2 separate regions of the Columba livia genome follow, and region 2 is linked to region 1. The links are chromatin contacts, called in public Hi-C maps. All regions are on one chromosome and are shown on one strand. The core of a region is the stretch at or near the end of the contact, and the rest is flanking DNA. Distances in the headings are between cores, read along the strand shown.

Region 1 (6,470 bases), core at 1,967-4,466:
ACAGTTAGAAGTCTGTCCTCTAGTAAATAAACATCCTTTTTTGGCCTTCAAACATTTTTATGAACTCTAAAACCTGGAATTGGCAGAGTGACAAAACAACACAGGAGCAACATAATAAATCAAGCTAGTTGCTGGGTTCAAGTCTGATAACATCCTCATTAATTAAGTATTATAAGAGCATCAGCAGAAAGGCCAAAGAATGAATCATGAGTGAAGTCTGACTACACCTACTTAACTCAGCAGTAAACATTAGTGCTGAATCATAGTGACAGGATGTGATTGGGGACGTCTGTGTTGCCGCTTCAGTCTTCAGGACTGTCAATCCACTACCTAATGCCAGTATTGAAAATGTTGAGAATAAACAAATGACCAAACAGTACTGTCCAAGGGTACAGCACCAAACACAGCATAACGTAACCATTTCTGAATACCACAAATCATGTTTACATTTTGATTAGCAAAACTACCAGCATCCTCTTAGTCTTGGCTGTCACGCTTAGTCACAGTAAAGATCACAGTATTCAAACTCTTCTGATAATGAGATAACATATTAATAGTTAGAAATCCACCTTGTTAGCAGATTTTTATCCTTCACCTGCTATCAGAGGTCACATCACAAATGGTCCAATGGAGTAAGCAAGACTAGAAAAAAATACATGAAGAAACTGTATTAGAGAATAGGGCTGTAAACAACAGATTACAAAACCAAACAAAGGCAAAATGTTTAAAGGTAATCTGGCACTACATATTTATGATTCAGACTGATCATGTCCTGCCCATTTGTCTTTTTAAAAATTCAACAAACTCAAGGAAGGACTTGGAGAGGGCCTCCTTGTACTGAAAAAGAATTTATGCATGTTTTACTTCCTTCTAGGTCTATGTAACTGAAAGCAAAATCTTTGAAGCTGCTCCTTCAATGAAATGTGCCTGTTTCCACAAACAGCCAACTCTGTAACTGAGGCTTTCTTTCCTACACCATAAAATTAATGACTCAAGTGCCATCTACTGTGTCTGCACTCAAATGCGGTATTTCTGTGGACAACAAATGGAAGATAGTGCCAAAAACATCATATAGAAATAAGCCATCGATTTTACGCCGCCAAATTTGATACTATATCTTCAAGTATTGTCCTCCGTACAGATTAACACACATGCTATGCTCAGAATTCTAGGCAGTAACCTCTGAAGTACGGAATCCAAGTTAACATCATGATCTAAAGCAGATCTTCAGATTATCAATTAAATTTTTAAAAGAACAACAACAAGACATAACAAAGATTAACCTGTTTTTCCTCTCAATTATGCTTTTGTCATAACATCCTGTTTTCTTTCACAAGATCAAGGAAATCAGATTGGGGGGGGGGGGGGGAAACAAACTTACAGCAAACACCAGAAAAACAGCATTTGCCAAGAGCCACTAGGTAAGTGTCATGCAAATAACACTGCGTTTTGCTACACAGGGGTTTGGAATAGAAAACACATGGTATCTCAAAAATCCCTGGTTTATCAGATCTTGCCTCCTAAGTGCATTGCTTTATGAGGGGAGAGTTCCAACACTTCTCTTGAAGGAAACTTCTTATAGAAAAACACAAGCAGAAAATTACAGAAAAATATAGCTTGGACATATCTGCTATTTCATGACATACAGAACTCTGCATCGAAATTGCTTCACTTTAGCAGTCAAAATACTGAAGATAGGTGTCCTTGCAATGCTGCATTAAAGGTTGCTGGTGGATTCCTTTCAGCTTTGTTACATCCTTTTCTATCACGTTCTATTAAAGAGGAAATTCACCCCCCCTTTTCTTCCCAAGCCCCTCAGCACTCAGAGAAAGATAAGATTTGGGGCCAGAATTACCACCACCTGCATTATTAACTGCAGACTACGGGAACAGTTCCGCTAGGATATTAGGGGTAGGGACCAGTCTGCAGGGAGCAGCAAATCAGCTTCTAACGCTTGCTTATTCTGCTGTAACTGCAGACATGTGGGCAACAGAGGAAACGAAGCCAGGGCCACAGAGCTATAACCTCCCTCTGCAAACACAGGTCCCTCCATTTGTAATAGATGGAAGAAACAGAAAAAGCCTCTCAAAGCCTCTCCTCTAATGTGAATGTTGCTCTTTCCAAAACAGCTCCCTCTCCAGCTTTACTGGCACATAAAGAGGAATAATACACAATCCTTTAAAAACAAAACAGCCACTCTATCACTATGACCACAGTGAACCACAAACACCCAAAGATTTTAAGTGTCCAAGGGAATTCAAGCCCAGAGTTGGAAGAGAGGCTATATTCAAGTGTCATCGTGTTCAGCATTCCTTTGAATATCAATTTTTTTAGTTCAAACTTCTACATAGTTATCAAGTAACAGAAAGAATTCATCCAGACTAATAAAATATAAATGGTTGCCTCCTACTTCTTGGTTCTAAAATAAACACCACAATCAGCACATGTGATTAAATTAAACTTCGTTTCCAAACTAAACGCTGTGTCATGCACACAATGCGGGGTTTAAAATACCCCAAGAATTCTGAGGGGGTCACAAGGTATATAAAGGCAAACATAAGACCAATTTACAAAGGAAATCTGACAGAGAAGCATAAGGGGCAGGGCAGGTGGAGGCTTGCTATTCTGGAGGAAAACTAGTACAAGACGGTGCACACCTGGTTGTCCTTCAGCACTGATTGCCACTGTATCTCAAAACACACACCGCTAGGAGGAGGTTCCTGCACACATCTCAAAACCAAATTATTCTGACGTACTCTAGTGTCTGTTTGTAAAAGCACCATGCTATGAATAATCAAGTGTTTGGTCTGAGCTGCCAACGGCCGTTTTCCCTATCAGCTGTGTTTTGGATTTCATGCTCATTGCCAGAGGGTTCACAGCTTGGAAATACATGTAGGTCATGTGAAAAACGCTTTATCACACTTTTGTTCTCAGGTCGTATTCTGCAATAGAGGGTAACATTTCAGAATGTTTTCCAACTGCCTCATCTTCAACTGAATTCACCTTACAAAGATGAACTATGATGGAACTAGAAGAGAGTTGCCAATGCTCTGCCAGTTCCCCTTCACCCACCCCAAACTGCATAAAGCACTTCTCATCTTTCTGCTTTCGGGCTCCTGCGCAGTCCCACCAAGGTGGCCTGAGCCTGACACGTAGAAGTTGTTGCAGTTCTAGGTCTGATTTAGCAATATGCTCTGGCAGTATCCATCACCCCGGCCTGTACTGCTTCGGTACTCCAGGGCCAATCTTTTCATGATTCCGCCAATACAGCTCAATTTTGATTTCCAAGCCACCACCTTTGTCTTCTAGTTCTGAACTTCTGAGCATCACAGTCAAACAGCTTCCAACCACAAGGACTGGAAAGAACAGAGAACGATAGCATTTCCGAGGGAGAAAAGGATCCTGTCACCCCAGCATCTGAGCTTTCAGTTTCTGCCAAGCAACAGGCCAAAAGCCAATAAGAACTTTGTAAAGCAAAGTTCCTTTTGCTTTTGGGTGATGAAAAGGCACCACCTCGTGGATGCTGCTCTGAGAAAAAGGCTTCAGCAACTGGCAGAAAAAATTCCAGTACAGCCCTTTCCCAGTTCTGTCTATGAGAGCAGAAAAGGTTTGTATAATGAAAAAATTACCACTAAATAACAAATATCAGGGCATGTTTCAGCCAATAAAGTATTCTGGCTAACTAAAGGGGGTAAATCAAGGCTTTGTTATATTTGATCTCAAAGTGAATACTGAAGTTCCTAAACTAAACTAACTATGCAAGATCTTAAGAGGAAGGAATTTATCTTGTAACATGCAACAGTAAGCCTCTCCACTATCCCACTTACATTTATTATTTCTCCAGCAAGTACTTACTGAAGGATCGAAATTAACATGCTTGATTTGCACATAGAAATTATATCATCTTTCCATAAGCAATAGCCAAATAGCAGTCACAGTCAAAAGCACATTTAATTAGGCACTGTGTAAAATACACAGCCACTACCTTTGTCTGAAATAAAATACCCAAAATTGCTATAGGACAGTATGTTGGAAGCTAGAATAAGAATACTGTACTTACTTCAGTTGGTGAAGCAAACAATATCTCCCAGAAATAGAATCCTTTATCCACAGGCCTTTTCATTAAAGCTGCTTCTTCCTTTGCATGTTAAACTTGGACCAGGGGAGATACCAGACAACACAGCTAAGAACATAACCCAAACAACTTCTAGTTCAATGTCTAGCTACTACAAAATATGTCCTCCTATCAAAAGACCACAAACACATCCTGAAAAGTGATTCACAGAACATAAATTAATGACAATGAGTTGATGGAATACAAAGCGAATAACAGAACACACTTCAGAATATTTACACACTGAGTATTTGGAAAGTATGGAAAGCAGAAAATGCCCGTGAATCATCTTTTAAAAGCTAATTGACTCTTTTGTATATCATCTCTATACTTCACCAACATTGCCAGAGCATTTTAGCCAATTACACAGAATAAGCAACCAAAAACCCCAAAAGAACATAAAATCTCCTTGCAGTTCCTGAAAATGTTTCCATATTAGTATTTTCATGTAAATGCTAATACTTCAATGTCTAAAATGATGAAGAAAAATTAAACTGAATTGCAATGAGTTAGAGCACAGGGAATTAATTCTGCCTTCAAGTTCTGATGATTCAAAAGTCAGTGCCTCTAGTTTCAGTATAATTAGAGACCCTGTATGACATTTATTTGCTTGCAAATCACTTGATATCCTTATATTTCATTATAATAACACAGAAAATAAATCTGGGAATCACAGAATGGTTGGGTTTGGAAAGGACCTCTGGAGATCATCTAGTCCAACCCAAAAGAAGACCTGGTACATTTAAGTTCAGTCTTAGTTCATACAGCTGAAAAACAAATCTGTTATCCAATTAGTACATTCTAGTGATACAAACAGACAAATCACAGCAGGACATTCAGCAGCAGCACTACCACACATGCTGAAACAACATTACCTCCTCCTTCTAAACCTTCTCAACTGTTCATTCCCACCACAGTTAAGTCCCCAAGTCCTCTGTGCCATTCCAGCAAAATGCATCTGCATCAGCACCATAAATGTAAGGAACCAACTACTATGACAGGACAGGATTATGCTTCAAGGTCTCAAAAGATAGGAGAAATAATTGCAAAAAATAATTTTTAAAAGGCAAGGTGGCGGGGCAGGGAGGAGAAGAAGTGAAGTGGGAGATGCAATTCCAGAAAGCACAAGCTGCTACCAGGATAACTATATTTAAAAACAAAGAGCAGTTAGCAACAGGTGTTCTTTACAAAAGGATGTAGGGGCTACAGTCGAATACAAAGGAACAAGTCAAGATGCAAGGATATTGTGTTTAGGTGGAATTTTTTAGAAAAAAAAAACCCTGAAAGACAACTTCTCAGCTGGATAGTTCCCCACTCCATTCACTATATGGGTGCTCAAATGCTTCTGTGAGAAGAAAAAAGGTAACATAAGGTGTATATTCACGGGTGTATAAATACATATATATATACAAACATACATATAAAAGCCCACAGCATTGTCGAAATGTTACTAGTGAAATTTCACCTTAAATCACAAACAAAATATTATCAAGTCTAAGTATGACACCATCTGAATCTGTCAGCCACCCACATTTCCATTCCAATTGACCATAACAACATGGTTCTGCTTGTTTCAGAAAAACATATAAAATCCAAGAAATTCAACAGTGACTAAAAAGGCACCATAAATTCACTGCTGTTGTAAAGAATGTGGATAACATGCCTTGAACAGATAAAATGAAGAATACACAAAAGTGGAGTGGAAAAAAAGACTAGCGAGAAATTAACACAAAAAGGTGTAACTTTAAATTATGCTGCCAATTTCTTCACCATTTCCACGGAAAACTCAGTCCTGATATTGAAATTAGATTTAATATTGTGACTGGTATAACAAGATTTAGATTTTAAGGTGTCTTTAAACTGGATTCTTATCCCCTTTTTAGAGGGGATAAGAGAGAGGAAAAAAAAACATGAAAGAAGAAATAGTAATCACCTACAAAAGAGGACTCCATTTGGAGATCTCTCTCTGAGCTACATACTGAAGTAAAGGAAGAAGAAAACCTTTAGAAGACAGACGTTCTCAGCTGCTTCATACAACAGATGAAACACCAAGGATATGCATCAACCATGGTGATGACAGCAAAAACTTGAGAGGTTTCAACAGTGCCAGTTTTCGGTTCCAATTGCTGCAAAATTTGGTGCAGAGAGGGGAAGGAGTGTCAGTTTTCTGCTTCCACTTCAGCACCAACAAAACAAACTATCAGCTGCCCCCTATACAAAATGTCTTACAAGTATTTCTATTTAACACAATATTCTGTTGTCTTTATTCTTCTTTTAGAACTTCCACAAGGCTACACTAGGAGAATGAATCATCCAAAAATCCATTAATGATCAAGCATGTCAGTACTGTGTACTT
Region 2 (6,470 bases), core at 2,149-4,648, 110 kb before region 1:
AGTTTCTGTGTCTTAAGCTGCAAAGGTGCTACAGAGCATTGCATTATTTTAAGGGAAGAGAAAGAGGCAAAGTCAATAGTTTTGAGGGCTGGCATTCAGCTACTCTACTGTGAAAACATGGATGAAACAAAGCAACACCCTTAGGCACAAGTAAATACAGCTCAAAAGTATTTGCTATCCCTCAATTAGAATAAAACCCCTTGACTACAATAATATGTTTGCAGTGGTGAGAGCTCTTACTTAAATTTCCCCTTGTTTTATCTGTTGCATATTTATCTATTTTGTAATATGCATGTAAATGTTAAAAAATATTTATATATCTATACACATATATATACTTCATATATGGAATTCCTTCCAGTTTTTAAGGAAATGCTGCCATTGTTACATAGGCAACAAGAGCTTCACCACAGAGATTAATTACTGCAGGGAAAGGGCAAAGTGATCTTTTCCGTGCTACCTTATCACAGAGATGCTAAACTACTTCTGGCAGAGTTTCTTGTCTGTAAACATTAAATCTTCAAGTGCCGAATAAATGATGGCATTTTTAAGTTTTGCCAGACTAGTAAGGTCTGAGATCTCCAAAATGTTTCACATGAATATAAAAGAACAACTAGATGACAGTAATTTCTGGGCACCTATCACCTGGCAATACCCAGTGATTCAGAGGAGTATAGTTTACTCTATGTTTTGGCTGACTGAAGTGAACAGTCACTGAAAAGATTAGACTCTTGATTTAAACTTAGGAAAACAAAATGTTTTCCTTCCCCATTTCTTTGCTTCCTCCTTGCATCCTTAACATTAGCTACATTGAATTACAGTAGTCCTGTTTACTCAACAAATCTCTTTACAATTACATTTGAAATGGCCAAGGATCATCATCTTAAAACAGATTCAAAACAGCACCTCCTACAGACTTTGCAGTCTTCCTCTTTACAGCTCACAAAAGGTGGAGAAGCTCAGGCCGAAAAGCAGGTTGGGACTATCACTGTGTTTTTGAGTATGGAACCCACCATCTGTAACACTAGTCAGTGTGGTCACTCCTAGAGAAAGGAATACTCAGTGCTCATGACTTTACCAAGTCCTCTACCAGTGGGGAAAAATCAGTAAGAAGCAGTGATGATTTTACTTAAAGTGGGCCTATATCCTTCTCTTTAACAGCTGACCTTGATGAAAGAGTCTCCTTAGAGACTTTAAGGAAGGCTGAATTTATAATGTAAGAGCTCCTGGCAGTTTTCATCACCTCAAATTATGAAGCGATTTCCATCAGCACAGCAGACCTAGAAGGGTACATTCTGCACTGCTTCATTGGCTCCCACTTCCCTCGCAAGCTGCTCCCAGAGAATCACAGCAGGAAATTTCTCTTCTTCCAAGATGACCCTAATTTCAGCAAATCACAATCCCCTCTCCTCTCCCCATTAGTGCATGGATACAAGTACACACACACACCCCACTTGTATCTTGTGATGCAAGTGTGATACGGACTCCCTGTGGTCCCCTCCAGAGCTATTCTCTATGAACACACACACAAGACCCGCAGGAGAAGCTGCAAGGTGTTCCACGTGTTCTCATGCAATCCTCACAGACAGAAACGAAAGCCAGGTTTAGGTCAGGACAGATGATCTTAACAAAGGCAACAAGTACGAGAAGAAACAGCCAGACAAAAGGCTGATTTCACCTTTTACTGGGGGTTCCTTCCCTCAAATCAATGTAGAGGATTGCTTCCAAGCTTGGCTGGATTCAACACCAATTCCAGGTTTATCATCTGCAACAGTACTCAGAATGATTAAAGGCATTTTTTACTCTTAACTATTCCTATCAGGCAAAGATGTTCCAATTTTTATCTGCATTCTCAACAGCTCCAGGAAACATCACTCAAGTTCCTTCTATTTAGAAGCGATGGTGAGACTCATACAGCAACTATAATTAACAAATGGCCTGTTTGTAAGGCAAGCAAGACTAGCAAAAGCTCACCACATCAGTGTGCCACACACTCCACTTCCTCCTCTGCGGAGCATTTCAAAGCTTTGCTTTCAGCCCATAATACCCTACGTGATCACTGAGACACACACTGTATCCCCAGCGTGTTCCAAACTATGAAGCCAGTGCTAATGCTTTGCAAGGGGCCTCTGGACACATGCCTCAGGTCTGTGTGAGTTTATCACACACTGTTCTCTCCTTTCATTCTTCAAACAAAGTGAAATCCTTCATTTACAACAGTTAAGACAAAATAGTAGAACATATGATACTTCAGAATAATTTCAAAATGTGGCTTTTTTTAATCCATCTATTTTTGGCAAGTATAAGGAGATTAGAAAAAGATACTCAGCTCTTCTCTAACAAATGCAAACTGCAAAAATTAGGGTGTTTGAAATGTATGAAGTTTATAATGCAAGAATTTTGTGTCAACTCTGCTTCCCTCTTTTTTCTACATGCGAAGCAAAAATACTAATGCCTTGCCAGAGAGTAGGATTTAAAAAGACCTAAAGCATAGACTTCAACCATATGTTAAGGCTGACTGAATTCAAAGTGTGAGTCTTCCTGGATCAGCATTGTAGTCTACTGAAAAGATCTTATCCAGCATATTAAAGTTTCCATTTTAACTTAGATTTCAGCCTTACATCAGGCATTTCATTCAGCTTGGACAGAAGCAGAGTGGACCTGTACTCTGATGAATTTGTATGTATTTCTAGCCAGTTCACCATGATACATTTACACTAATAAAGTGACATTCGTGTGGCAAACTGTCAAGGTGCATTACTCAAAACCACCTTTTGAAATAGAGGTTTTTATACAGCAACGGAAATATTTCTTTTCACTTGAGGCCTGCAAAGGTGGGAGTGGGAGGGTGGTTCTTGGGGCTTTTCATTTGCTAGAACTCAGCTTGGGACAAAATCATAATGCAATGTTCCTTTAGGAAAAGGGCTGATTAACCAAAACCAACACCGTATTTATGCAAACTCAGATAAGGACAATGGAATTTCATACCTCAGAATATGAAGAGTTGCCACAGTCGTCATGGGAGTATTTCCCCACTCACCGCCCCACTGCAAGGACAGGGTGAGACAGGGGAGGAGCTGGTGCCTTATTCGGAGCTAAACACAATGCAAAAGACAGACAGACGGATCTGCTGTAGGAAATCTTATGTTCCTTAGTCTTTGCCATCTGGCAAGTGATCCATGGCTCATGTGAAATGAGTGGGTGGTCATGGTCCAGTTTGTACTAGACATTTTTTTGGGATCACGGAAAAACGAAACAAAACATGGCAATTGGTACCAACCGCTGCTCTTGTTAGCGGCTTTCAACAGGCAAAGGACCAAACAAAACTGAAGACTAAAGCTTCCCCTCCTACAGAACTGGTCACAAGTTCAGAAAGAAATAAACCATGTATATGAGAGGGAAAGTTTGCAATGCCTCTGGCTCTGTCATTCTGTTTGGGATAAAGAAAGCAAAGATTTCAGCCCTTAGGACAACAAGTGACTTTACCTTCCCCGTTCTGATAATTCATCCTTCTATGAATATCAACTTGAAGCTATGAAAGGCACATGAAGTTTACAGCACTGATCTCTTTTTCCGGGTACATCTGATCCTAAAGTCTTAATCTGACATTATAGGAGGTTACTATGTGGGAAAAAAAAAAAATCAAAATTAGTCTCAACAAAGAGATGGATAAACAACTAAATGCAGGACACAAGCTGGGGCATTGTTGCCAGCCTTAAATTTCTTTTATTAACAGCTGTGGAAAGTGAAAGCTCTTTTATAAAACTTTATTTATAGATGAATAACAATGCTTAACAGCAGGTTCTCCACATTATGGAATTATGTTTCAAAGGTTATCCTGCTGAAAAAGAGCCAAATACTACAGCACTTACATTGTTTCAAATTTAATACAATGCAGACTTTTCAAGCACAAATAACTTTAAAGGAAACCATATGGTAACGGCAGACTTGCTTTTCCTTAACAACCTGGAATGCTTTCGTTCTGAGCTTCAAGTTAAAAAGGGTTCAGGACTAGATACGTACAACATTCCTTTCATTTCAAAGAAGAACACTCATTTAGCATCTGGTGATAGTGTGAAACGGCACCATTAGCTAATTTTAATTCAATACAGCAACTCACTGAGCAACTCCAAATCATTCTTCGGCCATGACTGAGCAACAAAAGCAAACCCTAACTCCTGTTTGCTCAAACAGCATCAAAGCAGCTACAAAAAGGCAAGCTAGATTGTACTCTGTTTCCAGCATCAGTGAACAAATATTGACATAATATTTATTTTATTTTAAAGCTTATAATTTTGAAATAAAGGATTTAAACAAATAATCTTTTGAGGTCTCGACAGCTTTCCTTTCACAAACCAAAACTTATGTGGGAGCACTGTCTGAGTATCCAGACACAAATGCTAATCTGACTAAATCTATAAGATAAGGAAAATAAAATTATTTTTTCCATAACCTCTTTAACATTTTAATCTCAGACATTATTTGTAACGACTGTGGAATAAACATTTACAGACCAAAGTTAGAGTTTGGTTTATGGTCCCCCTCCACTTCTCCAGCTTTCTGGGATACACCTGGCTTCTCAGGATCCCAGGGGGAGCTTGTAATACCAGTGGAAAAAAAAGGGCATTCACAGACTTGCTGACTACACATATTTGACACAGAAGGTCACGCATAGGGGGGATCGTGATTTTTTTTCATGATTGCTTTTCAGTATATAACCGCACATTTAAAATCTTCACAGTCAACGTGTACTGCAGAATTCTAGATGTAATAAGAACGAAAAGTTACTAGCACAGCGGAATGGTTAAATCTACACAGAAATGTAATGTACAAATACACACAACTATTCACTAAAGAAAACTTAGCAAAGGCAAGGATGCGTTAAGGTAAAATTATTGTGGTTTGCTTAGCTATGCTTTCTTTTGTTTTGGCAGAGCAGTATAAAGTCCTGAATCAACAGGAAACCTCTTTCATCCATCTGATGATACGTATCAATGATGAAGCCTTTCAGAGGACATTCCGTATTTCTCAGTGCTTAAAATACATTGACATTTTGACAATAAATATTCTTAACCTATGTTAGTCCAGGAACAGCAGACAACTAGAAGCCCTGGCAAAGCTGGTCAAAACCTGTCTAGGCCTGATCATCAGCAAGAAGACCGCGACTTCCTTTCATTTCCCCCCAAGTCCTTTTTAGAATAGAGCTGCAATGGGGCTGCCACACAAGCAGGCGCGTTGGTGGCAGCTTCACCCCAACGCCAGCAGGGAGGTGTGGGTAGGGGCACAGGGCCCTGGCTTGCTGGGAACACTGGGTGCTTCTGGGGGCTGCTGGTTCGGGTCTGCCTGTGCGCACCGCAGCTCTGCCTGCAGCGGCATTGCAGGTGTACCGTAAACGTACTGATCGTGACATCAAATCTGTTAGAGTCACATATTTCAAAAGCAGTAGTTTTTCCTTTGAAACCATTAATTCTAAAGGAGACACAAAATATATATTGTTAATGTCCTGAGAGACCATACCGTTATCTGAACTCAGTCAAGGAAAAACAGTGTTCACATTTGCACGATGTATTTTTTCAACTTCCAAAAATAATTTCTTCAAATCTCATTGGACAAGATTAGAAGATTTCATGACTGATTTGTCAACCATGAACCAAAATATTTTTTTAAATAAATAACAAGATTTATAATTGAATACTAGGGAACTCAACTTGTTAAAGCACAAACAGCTTTTCTGAAGTCATCAGACTTAGCTGGTAAACAGTTTTTAACCAATGGGCAAAGCAGGAGTACAGCACAATTACTGTAAAACTTGATTAGGTTCTGAAGAACAAAAAACAAACAAACAAACAAACAAAAAGAACCCCAAACCCCAGCAAGACGAAGCTGTTGAATCTCTTGCCAATATTAACATGAAGCAGTGCTCAGGAAAAGAAGGGTAAAGGAAGGTCATTGACCTGCTCTCTGCTGTCTATACTGTTTTCTGGGGCTTTTTCTTCCCTTTAGGCACATGTGCAAAAATTAAGCATGGGTATTTCTTGACTTCAACAAACTGCTCATACTATCTCTGGTTCTTCCAAACCCCACTGAAGTCCAGGGTAATCACTGTCACCAGCTGGAGAGAAAGCACTTTTTAAAAGTCATTTTAGTATCTAAAATCACTCATATAGGAACTGGCTTTTCGTTGAGGAAATGTGTTAATGGCTTTGGATAAAAAAACACAGCATACCAAGAGCTGTTACACTGATACCTTAATTTCTACAGGTCTCTCATCCCAAAATAGGAAACTACACAGATCTAGTTTCATAGACCTCCTGTAGGCTGGGTTTCCACTAACGTTTTACATTAGTATAATGTGACGCTGATGCCAAATGGAAGATTCTCGTTTAATTTGCATTCTGTTCCCTTGAAGGCAGACAAAACATGAGCAGCTTATAAAAAGAGAGAATGGTGCTGATTTTTCCAGGAACACT

Evidence for each region. A called contact is a pair of places that touch in the nucleus more often than the background predicts.
Region 2: a Hi-C map of crop shows a contact between it and region 1, with 3 times the contacts expected there. The contact joins two enhancer-like sites. A contact is called at or near these places in 2 of 2 Hi-C or Micro-C datasets (crop and liver).

The regions. Positions count from the first base shown.
Region 1 is chr5:36,486,732-36,493,201 of bColLiv1.pat.W.v2, reverse strand. All of the region lies in intron 9 of RAD51B (RAD51 paralog B), which reads right to left. Among named protein-coding and RNA genes, the nearest start is that of RAD51B, 75 kb to the right of the region's middle. Within about 2 kb of position 3,216, at least 2 of the 3 cell types and tissues checked have an H3K27ac peak away from gene starts, as active enhancers do.
Region 2 is chr5:36,601,254-36,607,723 of bColLiv1.pat.W.v2, reverse strand. The region is part of intron 9 of RAD51B (RAD51 paralog B); the gene reads right to left. Among named protein-coding and RNA genes, the nearest start is that of RAD51B, 190 kb to the right of the region's middle. Within about 2 kb of position 3,398, at least 2 of the 3 cell types and tissues checked have an H3K27ac peak away from gene starts, as active enhancers do.